3 separate regions of the Sus scrofa genome follow, and regions 1 and 2 are each linked to region 3. A link is a contact called in public Hi-C and HiChIP or PLAC-seq data. All regions are on one chromosome and are shown on one strand. The core of a region is the stretch at or near the end of the contact, and the rest is flanking DNA. Distances in the headings are between cores, read along the strand shown. Region 1 holds the start of PTPN1 (protein tyrosine phosphatase, non-receptor type 1). Region 2 has its middle 43 kb from the start of PTPN1. Region 3 holds the start of TMEM189 (transmembrane protein 189).

Region 1 (4,460 bases), core at 379-2,878, 320 kb before region 3:
TGAAACCAAGCCTGACAAAAAAAGGCTTTTGTTAGTCAAGCATACCAAAGAACTGCTTAAAGCTTTTTTCCTTTTTAAGTGGAGCTCAAAATAGACTTTAATACTACCAGCTGATGGATCTCACAATTTGCCTTTTGAGCCTATAAGCCCCAAACAGAATAAACTGCCTTCTCCCTTTACACAAGTAACAACATCTCTCTATTCTGTACATTGCTTATTTAAAACACCGAGTGTGGTTTTGGTTAATCCTCACAACCCCCACAATGACATTTAATAGGCAGCACGTATTTTCTTCAGAGGATTTAGCTGTTTGGGAAAGCAGACCTCTGGGTCTTTTTAATCTGAAGATGTGGCGATATGTGAGAACCCCCACCTTCCTAACTTTTCATTTCTGAACCACCATAACCCACAAGAAGATGAGGACTGGGAAGACACGATCATCTCAACCATGATCAAAGGATAAGATGCTCATGGAGGAAAGATACTATTTTAGAGAGGGATAAAAAAGGTTAATCTTCCCTGTTGCTTGTCCGACACAGGGTAATATTTTGGCCCAGTGGAGTGGGTACTACTGGCTTCCCGGCTAGAAAGCAAGAGTCTGACACTCTCAGGGCTTAGCTCACAGAGCAGACGTCTCTTCCTCTGACAGATCTTCCCTGATCCCATTCTCTGAGGTAGCCCACTTTCCCCTAAAGTTACTCTTCACCCCGTTATGTTTTGTTTTCTTCACAGCACTTGTCGCCATCTGAAATTATTTGCTTTTGTGTCTGACCGTCCTATTCGACTCGCAGCTCCACGGGGGACAGGATCTTGTCTGTCTTGTCCAGCAAACACTACCTCCAACGCCTAGGCAGTGCCTAGCACGGAAGAGGCACGCCAATTCAGACCCATTAAATGAATGAACAGGAAGGGGGAAGGGACTGTCATCCATGGGACTCGACACACACTAGGGGAAAGGAAATGTAAAGGAGGGAGGGGAGAGCAACCCTTTCCCCCAGAGAGACAAAGGAAGACAGTTTGAGGTGGTCCAGTTTAGAAAAGGAAGTAGTGGGGGTGTTCTATCAACCCCTGGGGACAAAGACTGGACAGGCAGGGGGGCGGGGTCGGGGTGCAAGGGGGAGCAGAGGCGGGCGGCTCCCAGGACTGAGAGGTCACCCGGGCTGGAGGATATGAGGTAGGTGGGAAATCAAAGGGGACTGCGAAGCCAGGGAGAGACGCAGACCCACCCGGGGGACAAAGAGAGGGGACCGGCCTCCGCTGCCGTCGGACCGAATCCTCAAGCAGCAGGGCTGAGCGGAGGGCGGGACCCAGGCGGAGAAAGGGGTCTGGGGTCTGAAGAGAAGGTTCACGAGGCCTAAGCGAAGGGCCTGCCGCGCTCCGGGGAGCTCCCGCACCTGGTAAATGGCCGCCCAGTTCCCGGCCTTGTCGATCTGCTCGAACTCCTTTTCCATCTCCATGACCGGCCAGGGCGGCTGCTGCGCCTCCTCCTGGGCCCACTGCGCCGTCTGTTTCTCTCGGCCGCTTCGCACACTCCGCCCGGAGTCCCGCAGCAAACCTCGACTCCGGCCGCTACCGCCGCCCCGGCCGCCGCTGCTTCTTCATGTCAACCCGGCAGCCGGAAGTACGCACAGCGCTGCCGCGGGCTCCGCCCCTCAAGCGGAAGGACCAATAAGCGTTCAAAACGTCATCGAGCACTTCCGCAGGGCGGAGTCGGGGGAGGTGCTGAGGAGAGCCGCCTCAGCCCCGCGAGATATCTTGCAGCGTGCGCTTCCTCCTCCCATCCTGGGCTCCGGGCTTGGGCGTGGCACGCGCCGGTTGCTTAGGCGACCCCCGGGAGCCCCGCCCACGCGCGTGGGTTTGCAAAGCCCCCACAGATTTAGAGTTTAAGCCTCCACGTGGTCCATTGAGTCAGAGAGTGACTTTGAAGCATCATCCCTGTTTCCTGCAGCTCCAGGGCCCAGGCCTAAGTGCTCCAAGCTGCGGGGGTGGGGGCCGCTGAACGCTCCCCTTCTATCTTCCCGCCTCCAGCAAGATATGCGCGTTTTTTTCATGACAACTTAGAGCTTCCTGATTTACCAGGCTGCTGGTGCCCCCTGAATGTACTATCCTTGTCTGAAACTCAAGATTTCCATTTGGAGTCTCCTATCTTGGGCATTGCAAGAATGAATGGATTGGGGTCTTGTAATGATTTTCACTTTTTCCCAAAGTAGGAAGGAAAACCTGCTCAGACTGGACTCAGTGGAGCACAAATTCCATGGTGCATTCGTGTGTTGAATAATGGCAGATTTCTGGGTCCACCTCCAAAGGATTCGGATACAGGAATCTGTATTTTTCACGGGCAACTCCAGCTAATTCTATATCTATGATCTTTGAAGCACATATGAGAAGGGCTGGTCAGGTTTCCTTCCCACAGATTCTACTTTAAGCCATCCAGTTTTGGTCCTGACACGTTATGTGGAGATTGCGAATTCCATGGGGTCAGAGACCTAGAGGAGGACAGAATTATCTCTGTTCACTCTTCCCATCTCAAGCCTCCCAAGAAGCAGCTGTGTTGAATTCCAGCTCATTCCTTGAATGCTTATGGCAGGCACTGTGCCTGGCATTCCAAGTACACTTTCTCATTTAATCTCTACAACAACCCTACAATATAGACACTGGTATCATTCCCATTTTACAGGTGAGGAAACTGAGGTGCAGAGAGGCAAAATCACTTGTCCAGTGTAGCTTTGCATATTGGTATGGAAGCCAGGATTCTAAGTAGTCTCCAGGGGAGTGCTTGCTTTGGAGCCAGGCTGATTCCAAATTCCAACGCAACCAAACACTAGCTGTGCAACCTTGGGCAAATTACCTACCCCTTCTCTGCCTTCTTTCCCTTCTTTGTTAAATGAAGATAATAAAAGTACCCACTTCAGGAGTCCCTGTCGTGGCTCAGCAGAAACAAATCTGACTAGCATCCGTGAGGACGCAGCTTCGATCCCTAGCCTTGCTCAGTGGATTAAAGGATTCAGCGTTGCTGCAAGATGTGGTGTAGGTTGCAGACACAGCTCAGATCTGGCATTGCTATGGTTGTGGTGTAGGCGGGCAGCTACAGCTCTGATATGACCCCTAGCCTGGGAACCTTCATATGCCACATGTGCAGCCCTAAAAAGACAAAAAAAAAAAAAGTACCTACTTCATAGGGTGGTGTGAAGATTGAAAGAGTATTTATAATGCTTTCAGTATAATGAGTTGATCAATTAATATGACCCTTCATTATTATATACCTTCAATTAACAGCAAATGGGAGATAAATTCTTTTTTTAAGTCTTTTTAAGGCCAGTTTATTTTACATTTTTTTAAGTTAAATTATTTATTTATAAATAAATAACCATGTGGAAGTTCCCAGGCCAGGGGTGGAAACTGCACCACAGTAGTGACAAAGCCAGGTCTTTAAAACACTGAGCCACCAGGGAACTCTAGGAGGTAAATTCTTAAAAAAAAACTTAAAAAAAAATTTTTTTTTTTTTGGGCCGCACCTGTGCCACATGGACGTTCCTAGGCTAGGGGTTGAATCGGAGCTGCAGCTGCCGGATTACACCACAGCCAGAGGAACGCCAGATCTGAGTCCCATCTTTGGCCTACACTGCAGCTTACAGAAACGCCAGATCCTTAACCCATTGAGCGAGGCTAAGGATCGAACCCTCATCCTCATGGATACTAGTCAGTTTCTTAACCCACTGAGCCGTATCAGGAACTCAAGGAGGTACATTCTTATTGGATAAATGCAATTGGTTTGATAGACAATGTCTTTGGAAACTGAGTATTCCAAGGAGGGGGAAATTAACAAAAGATGCCCATTTGGGTGAAAAGTTTGGAAACCTCACACTTTGAAGCTGCCTAATTAAAGTCTTAGCCATTTAAGTGACTCTCCAGGTTCATGTACTCTTTCTGCCCTTATTTCTTCGAGTGCTAGTTTGTCTGGAACTCACAGAACTGAGAGCTCCTTGAGGGGGACAGAGAACAGGGCTGGTCCATTCCTCTCCCTGTGAGCTGAGCTAAGTAAGTAAATAAATCAAACACTAATCTGGAGCCCAAGTGGCCCTCATGCCTGCAGGGAGTGCCACCCAGTGACTGGACCAGGCTTTGAATGGGGCCAACGCTATGCACACGATCTTGGTGGAGGAGTGGGAAGGGGGTGCAGGAGGCTAGAGCAGGGTCCATGTGTAATCAATGGATGTATTAGTTACCTAGAGTGGCCATAACAAATGATCAATCACAAATTGGTGGCTTAAACCAACAGAAACATATTTTTGAACAGTTTGGAGGCCAGAAGTCTGAGGTCACTGTGTTGTCAGGGCCACACTCTCTTTGAGGTCCCTTGGGGAGAATCCTTTGCCTCTTTGACCGGCGGCTTCAATCATTCCTCAGCTTGTGGTAGCATAAAACCAGTCCCTGTCTCTTTACACAGTTCTCTGTGGCTC
Region 2 (4,454 bases), core at 516-3,015, 280 kb before region 3:
TCTCTCATCTGTCAGGGCATTAAACGCTTTTTGAAAAATTATTAAGGAAACATAGTCATGTGAGAAATAATTGAAAAGGCGCCGCAAGATTTACAGTGGATATTCTCTCTCTAATCCTTAACCCCTGCCCCCCTGCTCCAAATCTCCAAGCTTCTCTCTCCAGAAGCCGTCCTGGTGGTCATTTCTCGGGGATCGTTACAGAGCGATCCACAGTGTAGATAAGCAAAGGCGTTCATGGATTCCTGTAGCTGTTTCTCTAAATAGACGCATACGACACACCCTGTTCTGCATTGGTTTTGTTTGGTTTTGTTTTGTTTTTTACTTAACAATGTACCTTGGAGATCTTTCCAGATCGGCACTAGGAGAGCATTCTTCACACATTCCATTGTCTGAATATAATAATTTATCTAACCAGCCCCTGGTGATAGTCATGTAGGTGATTCCAGTCTTTTGCTGCAGCAAACAATGCTGCAATTAGTATTCCCTTCACAGGAGTCTTTCCGTGTATGTGGATCTATTTCTGTGGGGATACATTCCTAGCAGCTGAACTGCCTGGTCACAGGGCAGGTGCGTTTTTAAATTTTAACACTTATTGTCCAAATGCTTTCTAAGGTCATACCTACCAATTGGCATTCAGACCATCAGCTTACGTGAGGGCTGGTTTCCCCACACTCTAGCCGACGCCTACTATGATTTGACTTCTCAATCTTTGCCCTGCTCACTGGGGAAAAAGGTGTTCACGGTGGTTGTATTCTGCAGTCCTTCCTTTTATATTAGGTTGGGGATTTAAAAATATATCTAAAGGCCATTTGTATTATTATTTCTTTTCTGGTAGCAAAGCATTCAGTCCTTTGCCTATCTTTCCATTGGATAATTGTTTCTTTTTTTCCATCTGCAAGAGCTCTTTATATAAGAAGAAATTTAGGTCTTTCTTTCTCATATATGCTACAAGTGTACCTATTTGAACATCCAGGTAAGCCAAACAAAAATGGGATCCTTCTGGGCACAAGGTTTTTGAAGCCTGAGGTTACTTGATGATATATGTGGATCCCATTCCATGTAAGTAAATATGTCTTTATAAAACAAAAATCACTCTGATGGAGTGCCCAGTGTGCCTCAGTGTAACAAACCTGACTAGTGTCCATGAGGACACTGGTTCGATCCCTCCTTGATCAGTGGGGTTAAGGATCTGGCATTGCTGTGAGCTGTAGTGTAGGCTGCAGACGTGGCTTGGATCCTGCGTTGCTGTGGCTGTGGCATAGGCTGGCAGCTACAGCTCCAATTCAACCCCTAGCCTGGGAACTTCCACATGCCACAGGTGCAGCCCTAAAAAGACAAAAAACAAAACCAAAACAAAACCAAAAAATCACTCTGAGTAGTTTGGAAGTTCATCAAATGTAAATGGTTATGGATTTGGATGTACACCAGTGTCAGAGAAGACGATTGTGAAGAGTCCCATGTGCGCTGTCTGTTTTTGTCTGTTACCTAATCTAGTCCTTCAACAACACTGAAGTGACATCATCCCCATTTTATAGGGGAGGAAACTGAGGTCCAGAAAGGTCATAGAATTTGGCTCAAGTCTTCCTGCTGCTCTGTTCAAGAGCTGGGATCCAAACGCCCAAGCCTTTGCTGCCATCTTTCATTACTTTAAATCTCTACCCTGACAACTAGTCTGGAGACTATGGCCCTGGGGTAAGTCCCCAATCTCTCCACCACTACCCAAGGCTGGGGAATTTCACGCAGTTTAGGGATGAGGCCACCAGGAGGCGCTGGGGACACATCCCTTGTTTAACTGGCTGCAGCCTGGAATGGGACGTTGTGACAGTCCAAGGTCTCTAGACATTGCCAAATCTAGACATTGCCAAATGGCCTTGGGTTTAGAACCCCTACTGTGGACCTACAGGGCCCAGGCAGTGACCGAAGTTAGTCCTGCTTAAGGTAAGAATGGCTCACACACACAGAGCCTCACATATAGGAACTTGTATTAACAAGTATTAATACCCTGGGGGTGGGGACCGACACCATCCCTGCCACAGAGATGAGAAAACTGAGGCCCAGAGAAGTTCAGTGACTTGCCCAAGGCCACACAGCCAGTAGGTGGCAGAGCTGGGGCTTGAACCCAAGTTGTCAGGCTCCAGCACCTGTGCCCTTAACCAATGTAATCTACTGTCCCTCAGAAAAGTATGCATTGCTTGGGTTTCAAATCCACAGAAATATTCTCTTGTTCCACAAAGAAATACCTTTTCTCCCAGTTTTCTTTTTATATATTTTCATTTTCCCACTTTTGATGGAAAGTCATGTACAAGAGATTTTTCGTTTTCATTATATTTGTACTGTGAGAAAAACGCCAGCCCCAGTGCCATGATAAACGGCAGCTGAGACTCAACCTCAACATGAGGGATGCACTGGGGAGTGGTGGGGACCGTGGTGTCCCAGACGGCTCAGCCTGGTTAGTCCTGGCACTTTGTTTCCTGTGGGCTGGCCCAATTTTGCAAGAGAAGGCAGAAATCTAGATTACTTATGTGAAATTTCCTAATTTTTACACAATGGCAATTAATTAAAAAGTTAAAAACCCTTGATGTCCAAATAAAACAAGTCTGAAGCCTGATTTGGCCTGAGAACTGCCAGTTTAAGACCTTCCTGAAGGGTGCATTCAAGGTCCAGGAACAAACACTTGAACTCCTAATGCCTCTGCTTTCCATGACCATTTATTTAGTTAATTCTTTTACATGTATAGTCATGCATTCATTCCATGTATGCATTCTACTCACTCACTCACTCATCCATCAATATCATCCATCCACCCACCCATCTATCCATCCATCCATCCTTTCATTCATGCATTTCACTTATCTATCCACTCATCCATTCATCCATCTACCTGTCCATCCTCCATTCATCTATCCATCCATCCATCCTTTCATTCATACATTTCACCCTCCTACATATCTATTCATTCATCCATCTATCTGTCCATCCATCCATCCATCTCTCCATCCATCCATCTCTCCATCCATCCATCCATCCATCCATCCATCAATTTATCCTTTCATCCATGCATTTCACCCACTTACCTTTCCATACGTTCATATATCTATCTGTCCATACATCTATCTGTCCATCCATCCATCCATCCTTTCATTCATGCATTTCACTTATCTATCCACCTATCCATTCATCCACTGACCTGTCCATCCAGCCAGCCAGCCAGCCATGCATTCATCCATCCATCTCTCCATCTATCCATCCATTTACCCTTTCATCCATTCATTTCACCCACTTAACTTTCAGTGAATCTGTCCATCCATCCATCCATCCATCCATCCATCCATCCATCCATCCCCAATTTGTTAATTAATTTAGTCATTCATTATTATTAGGTCCTCATGTGCTAGATCCTATGCCAAGCCCTGGGAATATGGTAAAGCCTGTGAACCCATCCCTTTCTCCAGAAACTCACCATTTGGTTTAGTAGATATGAGAAGAAGGAGACTAATCAGACAGAATGAAACCAAATGGTGTTAAATTTAGACTCAGCCATTTACCAGCTAGGCAACCTTGAACAAATTGTTTAACATTTTAAGCCTCAGTTTCCTGCTCTGTAAAATGAGGCTAATGTAGTGACCTATGGTTTCCTCCATACATGTTGTCAGGACCAGGTTAAGTCAGGTAACATGTGAAGAGGGGCACAGACTCAGTGATACATGTTATGCTATGGGGACACGTGGGGCTGTGGCGACAGGCAGGGGTCTGGGAAGGCTTTGGGGAGTGGCAGCATCACAGTGTCCACCATACCCTGTGCTGGGAGAGGGCATGCTTTGTCATTTTTCGCACAACTTCCCCCTGGTCGCCTGACACCTTCCGCTAGCTCAGAAGGCGCTGGTTTTCCCACTCTTGCTTCACTTCTAAAGGGCAGCTCTTTCTCTGACCACCCCGCCCTGCCCCACCCTGCCCCAGTTTGTGGGAAAACTGTATGGAACAGAAAGGGCTTGCGGGCTCCCCCTTCTCTTGATTTGCTGTTATTTTTTTTCCCATCTAAATTGAAACCATGCTTATTAAAGAAGATTAGGAAAAAAACACATCAAAGAAGAAAGAAGAAAAATTATTCTTTGTCCCATCCTTCTAATGCAACCACACTAAACGTTGTTTTTTTCTCTTTCTCCTAAGCTAGAGTATTTGTATGTGTTATTTGCGTAGTTGTAAATCATACTGCTCAACTATTTATTATTGTGTTTTTAAAAACTTTTCCATTATATCACAAACATTTTCCCCCACTGCTCATCTTCACCAACATATTTTAAGGGCTGCATTAATTTATCCAGAGGATATAAAGTGAGCACCTACTATGATCTGTGGGAAAGAGACAGTAGAGAAAACCAAGCACAAATTATGTGTCAGATACTGTTCTAGCCACTTAAATTAAATCATTTCTTCCTCACACTGTTCTGTGAGGT
Region 3 (5,015 bases), core at 165-2,664:
CAAGGCAAAACACGTTAAACTCCTGGATTTGAAAAATCGAATGGTGTATGCTAATAATACAAGGCCACCCACTTTTGCCAGAATTCATCAGGATTTGGGCTGCAACCTGTCCCTGCTACAGAAGCATACTTTTCTTTCCTGGGAGGAAGTATAGAAGGAAGCAGGGAAGGAGCACAGGCCTGGCTGGAGACAGCAGCCACCCGGCACAAGAACACCCAGGAATCACACCTGAGGTGACTGGCTTTTCCTAGCAGCTGAGAAATCCAGGGCTTAAACCCTCAGAACACCAGAACAAGGATGGAGCTCCAAAATACATTCTAGAAGGGGTCTTATGTCCGGTCCCTGCTCCCCCTGGGCACCTCTTGGGTCCTTCCGTGGCCTCCCATTTGGTAGCACCATATGGAATTTATGTGAACAACTATTCTGTACTTTGTAGCCAGCTGGACGTGTCATTTACCTGCTGAGGCAGTAAAGTCATTTGGCTGAGCCTTAACGCATTCAGCATTTACTGAGCTTCCAACAGGAGCCCTATGCTGAGCCAGACACGGCGGTTCAGCTGTGAACCACCCAAGTCCCGGCCTTCGGGAGCTTGCTTTCTGGTGGGGAGGACGCGAACTCTTCACCGCCTACGACAAGCACTGAGAAGACAAAAGGGATGATGTCACAGTGACTGGCGGAGAGGAGGGAGCAACTCAGAGTGGCGCGGTCAGGAGGGGCCTCTGAGGAGGCAACACAATTCGTTATTGTAAGAACATGCTGTTGTCCAGCCCTTGGCCCGGCGCCTAACAGGTCTTAAGCGCTCACCAAATCTTAGTGACTCTCAGCAGTTTCCTGTCCTCTCCCTCAGGAGAGCAGGAGTCCCCAGGGGTGAGTCAGGCTCGACGTCTCTCGTCCCCCGGCGCGCCGCGCACCGTAGGGGTACGCTCGGTCCTCGCGCGGCAGGGCCCAGAAGCCGGCCCGGGGTAAACCGGTCCCAGCCAGGGAGCACTGTTTAAAGTGCCCAGGAAGCGCTGGCTCCCCGGCCCCGACCAGGCACCCTCCACACGGGTCCCTGGCACAGAGTAGACGCTGGACTGCGCGTGCTGAAGAGACGCCGCTTCTAGGTCCGCTGGCGCAAGACCTCGGCCCTCTCCACCGGCGGGTAAACCGAGCCCGAGGTGGGCGTCCACACTGCCCGCGTTCCGGTGCGGTTGGCGCCGGAGACGGAGCGGGACCGGGAGAGAAGCGCCGCCGCCCTACGCTTCCGTGCCCAGCTGCGCCAGCTGCGGTCCTGCCCCCCGCTCGCCGCGGTTGGCTGCGGCTCAGCGGCCGCTGATTGGCCGGTGTGGCCCCGGCGCGGGTCCGGATTGGCTGTGACGCGCGGCCGGGCGAGGTCCCCGCCAGCGCCGCAGTCGCGCGCGGTGCTGGGCGGTCATTGGGCGGCGTGATCTCGCCGCGGTTCCGCGGCCCTGCCGCCGCCGCCGCCGCCGCCAGCAGAGAGCACCGGGCGGGCCAGGCGAGTGGCCATGGCGGGCGCGGAAGACGGACCGGGCCAGCAGCTGGAGCTCGACGAGGACGAGGCGGCGTATTGCCGGCGCTGGGGCGCGCAGCATGCCGGGGCCCGCGAGCTGGCCGCGCTCTACTCACCAGGTAGGACCTCTGGGCCCCCCTCCGGGCCTGCAGTCACCCGTCCGAGCTACGGACAGCGACCCCCAGTCCGCTGTATCGGAACCCCTGCCTCAGGCCTCGATGCAAACTCCAGCGGCTTCTAACTTGCAAATAGCACCCCTAAGTCCGGGACCCCACCCCTGCGCCTCTTCCAAGCCCAAGCTAGAATCCCAGTCCCGGGACTTTCTGGATGCAAAAACAGTCCCCAGGTCTAGAAACTGCCATATCAGCTCCTCGGGCAACAAACAGCTCCCATCATCCTACCAGATCCAGATCCTAGCCCAGGGTACCCGCGGCTGCAAAGAGCGTCCCTAGACTTAGGAACCACCCCGCACCCCAGGACCCCGTCCAAGCTGAAGGCAACCCCTCAGCCACATGCACCGTCCTCGACCCCCCCAAAAGTTACACCGTATTCCAAGTTCCCCAGATCGGAAGTTCACACTCTAGGGCCCCATCTCTGCCCTAGCCAAGGCCCTGGACTTTAGTAACCTCACCCCACAAATCTGGGCACGTTTAGGCTCCCTGCTCTGGGAACATCAACTCAGGGTCCCACAGCTAATGGGTTCCCCAGAAACTTTTCCTCCAAAGCCCCATCCTGTATTTATAGATTCCATCTGCAGACCACCCTTCCCTCCTCCTCCCCTCCCCCCAGCATTATCTCTCACTCCATACTTTGGAATCCTAGGGTGGTGGGGGCACTACGAATCTTCCATTTAAGCTCCTCTCATATACAAGCCCCAACTCCAACCTTCTCCCATGTGTTTATATTAGCCCCCTCTATTAGGACTTGAGGGTCTCCAGAGGTTCTGTCCCCAGGCCAAGGGCCCTGGCTTCTTCCTGCTGGGCCTACCATTTCTGCTCCGGCAAGCACCAGCGCCCTCCCCCTTCTCTGACTTCCACTTGAGCTTCAGGAATCTCATTGCCAGGTTGCAGGAAGGCCAAGTGTCCCCAGGGGTTAAGGAAGTGCCTTTGAGAACTCTGGAGTCAGGTGACTGGGAGGCCCCTCTGCCTGGATGTTGCCATCACACCAAGCTTTGTTTGTCAAACGTTCGGACATCTTTCATTTTGCCAGGGTGTATCCACCATGTACAGCCCTAGCCTGGGGCAGGCATGAGTCCACTACCACCTTTGGCTTTGTGCCCTGACTGGCCTGGGTTTGCATACCATCTCTGCCATAACTGTGACCTTGGGCCATTTGCTCTCTCTTTGTGTCCTAGCTCACCAGAGGCCTTTCTAGACTTGTAATTCCATGTTCTGTTTGTAATTTTTTTTCATGCCTAAGTTGGGCACCTGGCCCATGCTGCCATGGTTTCTTCAGCCTGTTCCCCAGACACCCAGTCTGTGGCCTTTAAAACCTCCTCTGCTCCCTAAGACAGTCTGGACCTGACTTCCGGACTCTACTTCTTAGCTGTATGACCTGGGCCAAGCCACTTTCCATCTCTGAGCCTCTGTTTCCTCACCTCTAAAATGGGAACAAGGTACAGTTTATCTGTTCCTCAGTATCATTGAAAAGAAGAAATTAGATCATCTCCCTTGGCCAGTGCCTGGGATACAGTAGGCAATCCCTGTTATTAACCCAATAGTTGAACCTTTCCTGTGAGTCTCGGAGTAAGCTGCCTTGCCTCTTTGGTCCTCAGACTCACCACCTGGGATCAAGGATTCAGGGGCCCCCCTCCTTTGGTGTCCAGCTCTACCCACCTTCAACCAAATCGTACGTTGTCATTCTAAGCCTCCCCAGTGGACCACCATCTCTTCATTCCCATGATTGACCCTCTGTCCACTTCTGGTTTCCCCAAGTGCCCCTCACTCTCTAAAGAACAGCCACTTGGGGATCTAAGGCTGCAATCTCCTGGTGCCCCACACCTGCAGTCAGAGACCTTATCTCCTCCTGACTGCACTTGGGGCAGGGCTGGGAAAAGTGCCTGGGTAGGGGGAGTGAGGAAGGAAGAACGGTTTCTCCAAATTCCATCCTCCTCCCTCTGCCTGCCTTTGTCCCTTTCTTATGTAGCTTTTAATAAGAACCTTCATTTCTCTGGGCCTAAAATAAGGGGCCAGACTGAATACATATTGAGCACCCTTGTCCCAGTCCCTGTTCTAGGCTTTGAGGGCAAAGAGGTAAACAAAGTAAGAAGAATGGAGCTGGCATTTTAGTAAACTCAGTAAACAAGGGAAATATCTTACTTGCCTAATGGTGACAAGTGCTGTGAAACTTGTAGCAGAAAAAGGGAAAGTGAAATCACAGTGACATTTTAGAGAGAGGGCAGTAGAGAGAGGCCTCACTGACCAAATGACGTTTAAACAGAGACTAGAAGGGAGGGAAGCATGAAGATATTTGAGAAAGGATTGATCCAGACCAGGGACACGGCAAGTGCAAAGGCCCTGAGGTGAGAGCAAGCCTGCAGTGTTTGCAGGACACCAAGGAGGCTGGTGGGCTGGAACAGAGTGAGCCAGGGGAGAGGCGGAAAGTTCCTGGGTTCCAGGACTGAATTCTTGAGATTCCTGGGGCCAGAGGGGATTGGCACCTTAGTAGTTGGCAGCAATAATAAGGCAGTTAACATAGTTGGCATTTATTGAGCACTGACTGTATGCTGGGCTTTTCTCTCATACACTCTCATTTCATCTTCACGGAAGTTGTCTCTGGGGCACCCTGGTATTAACTCCATTTTACAGACCCCAGTAGCCTCCTTATGGCCCACCCCCCATATGCATTCTTCCTAACATTTCTTGCCTGGGATGCGACTTGCATCTGCCCCCACCAGAGGAAGGCCAGCAGGGCCAGGGGCTGCATCTGTTTGGCCTGCCTAAAGTGCCTGCACTCTGTCCATCTTTAAGATCTCCTCTGATGGGAGTTCCCATCGTGGCACAGTGGTTAATGAATCTGACTAGGAACTATGAGTTTACGGGTTCGATCCCTGGCCTTGCTCATTGGGTTAAGGATCCGGCATTGCCGTGAGCTATGGTGTAGGTCGCAGACGCGGCTCGGATCCCGCGTTGCTATGGCTCTGGCGTAGGCTGGCGGCTACAGCTCCAGTTCGACCCCTAGCCTGGGACCCTCCGTATGCCGCGGAAGCGGCCCTAGAAGAAAAGGCAAAAAGACCAAAAAAAAAAAAAAAAAAAAGATCTCTGAGGCTTCGCAAAGAGTGGTGACCTGCCCGTGGTCATACAGCCAGCAGAGCCAGAACCAGAACACTGGTCAGGGGCATTGTGGGTTCCATGTTCTAAATTTTCACTGTGGAGGTGAGCCATCCTGGGGTGGGTGTGCGGGCAGGGACCAGTGTTCCGGGTCAACAGAGCAGCAGCATGTGTGCAGGGCCAGCAGGCGAGACAAAGGGCTTCGTGTCAGCTAAGAGCTGTGAGTCGCCTGGTCA

What was found. Hi-C and Micro-C count contacts between places; a contact is called where the count stands out from the background. HiChIP or PLAC-seq counts read pairs in DNA pulled down with a chosen protein or histone mark.
Region 1: an H3K27ac HiChIP or PLAC-seq map of alveolar macrophages shows a contact between it and region 3. The contact joins the promoter of PTPN1 here to the promoter of TMEM189 in region 3. A contact is called at or near these places in 1 of 5 promoter capture datasets (liver) and 2 of 2 datasets of contacts at active chromatin or transcription factors (alveolar macrophages and skeletal muscle).
Region 2: a contact with region 3 is called in a Hi-C map of adipose tissue, with 5 times the contacts expected there. The contact joins the enhancer-like site here to the promoter of TMEM189 in region 3. A contact is called at or near these places in 1 of 5 promoter capture datasets (fetal skeletal muscle), 1 of 47 Hi-C or Micro-C datasets (adipose tissue) and 2 of 2 datasets of contacts at active chromatin or transcription factors (alveolar macrophages and skeletal muscle).

What each region holds. Positions count from the first base shown.
Region 1 is chr17:52,014,272-52,018,731 of Sscrofa11.1, reverse strand. PTPN1 (protein tyrosine phosphatase, non-receptor type 1) reads right to left here and starts at 1,628. Exons shown (of 10, transcript NM_001113435.1): 1 at 1,395-1,628. The coding sequence starts at 1,457.
Region 2 is chr17:51,971,447-51,975,900 of Sscrofa11.1, reverse strand. No RefSeq gene overlaps it. Among named protein-coding and RNA genes, the nearest start is that of PTPN1, 43 kb to the left of the region's middle. Within about 2 kb of position 1,765, at least 14 of the 83 cell types and tissues checked have an H3K27ac peak or open chromatin away from gene starts, as enhancers often do. A contact at or near this core is called in adipose tissue, alveolar macrophages and skeletal muscle, where this site is marked.
Region 3 is chr17:51,694,380-51,699,394 of Sscrofa11.1, reverse strand. It overlaps TMEM189 (transmembrane protein 189), which reads left to right and starts at 1,414. Exons shown (of 6, transcript NM_001205093.1): 1 at 1,414-1,629. The coding sequence starts at 1,506. LOC102164659 (a long non-coding RNA gene) reads right to left here and starts at 1,269. Exons shown (of 3, transcript XR_002339851.1): 1 at 805-1,269.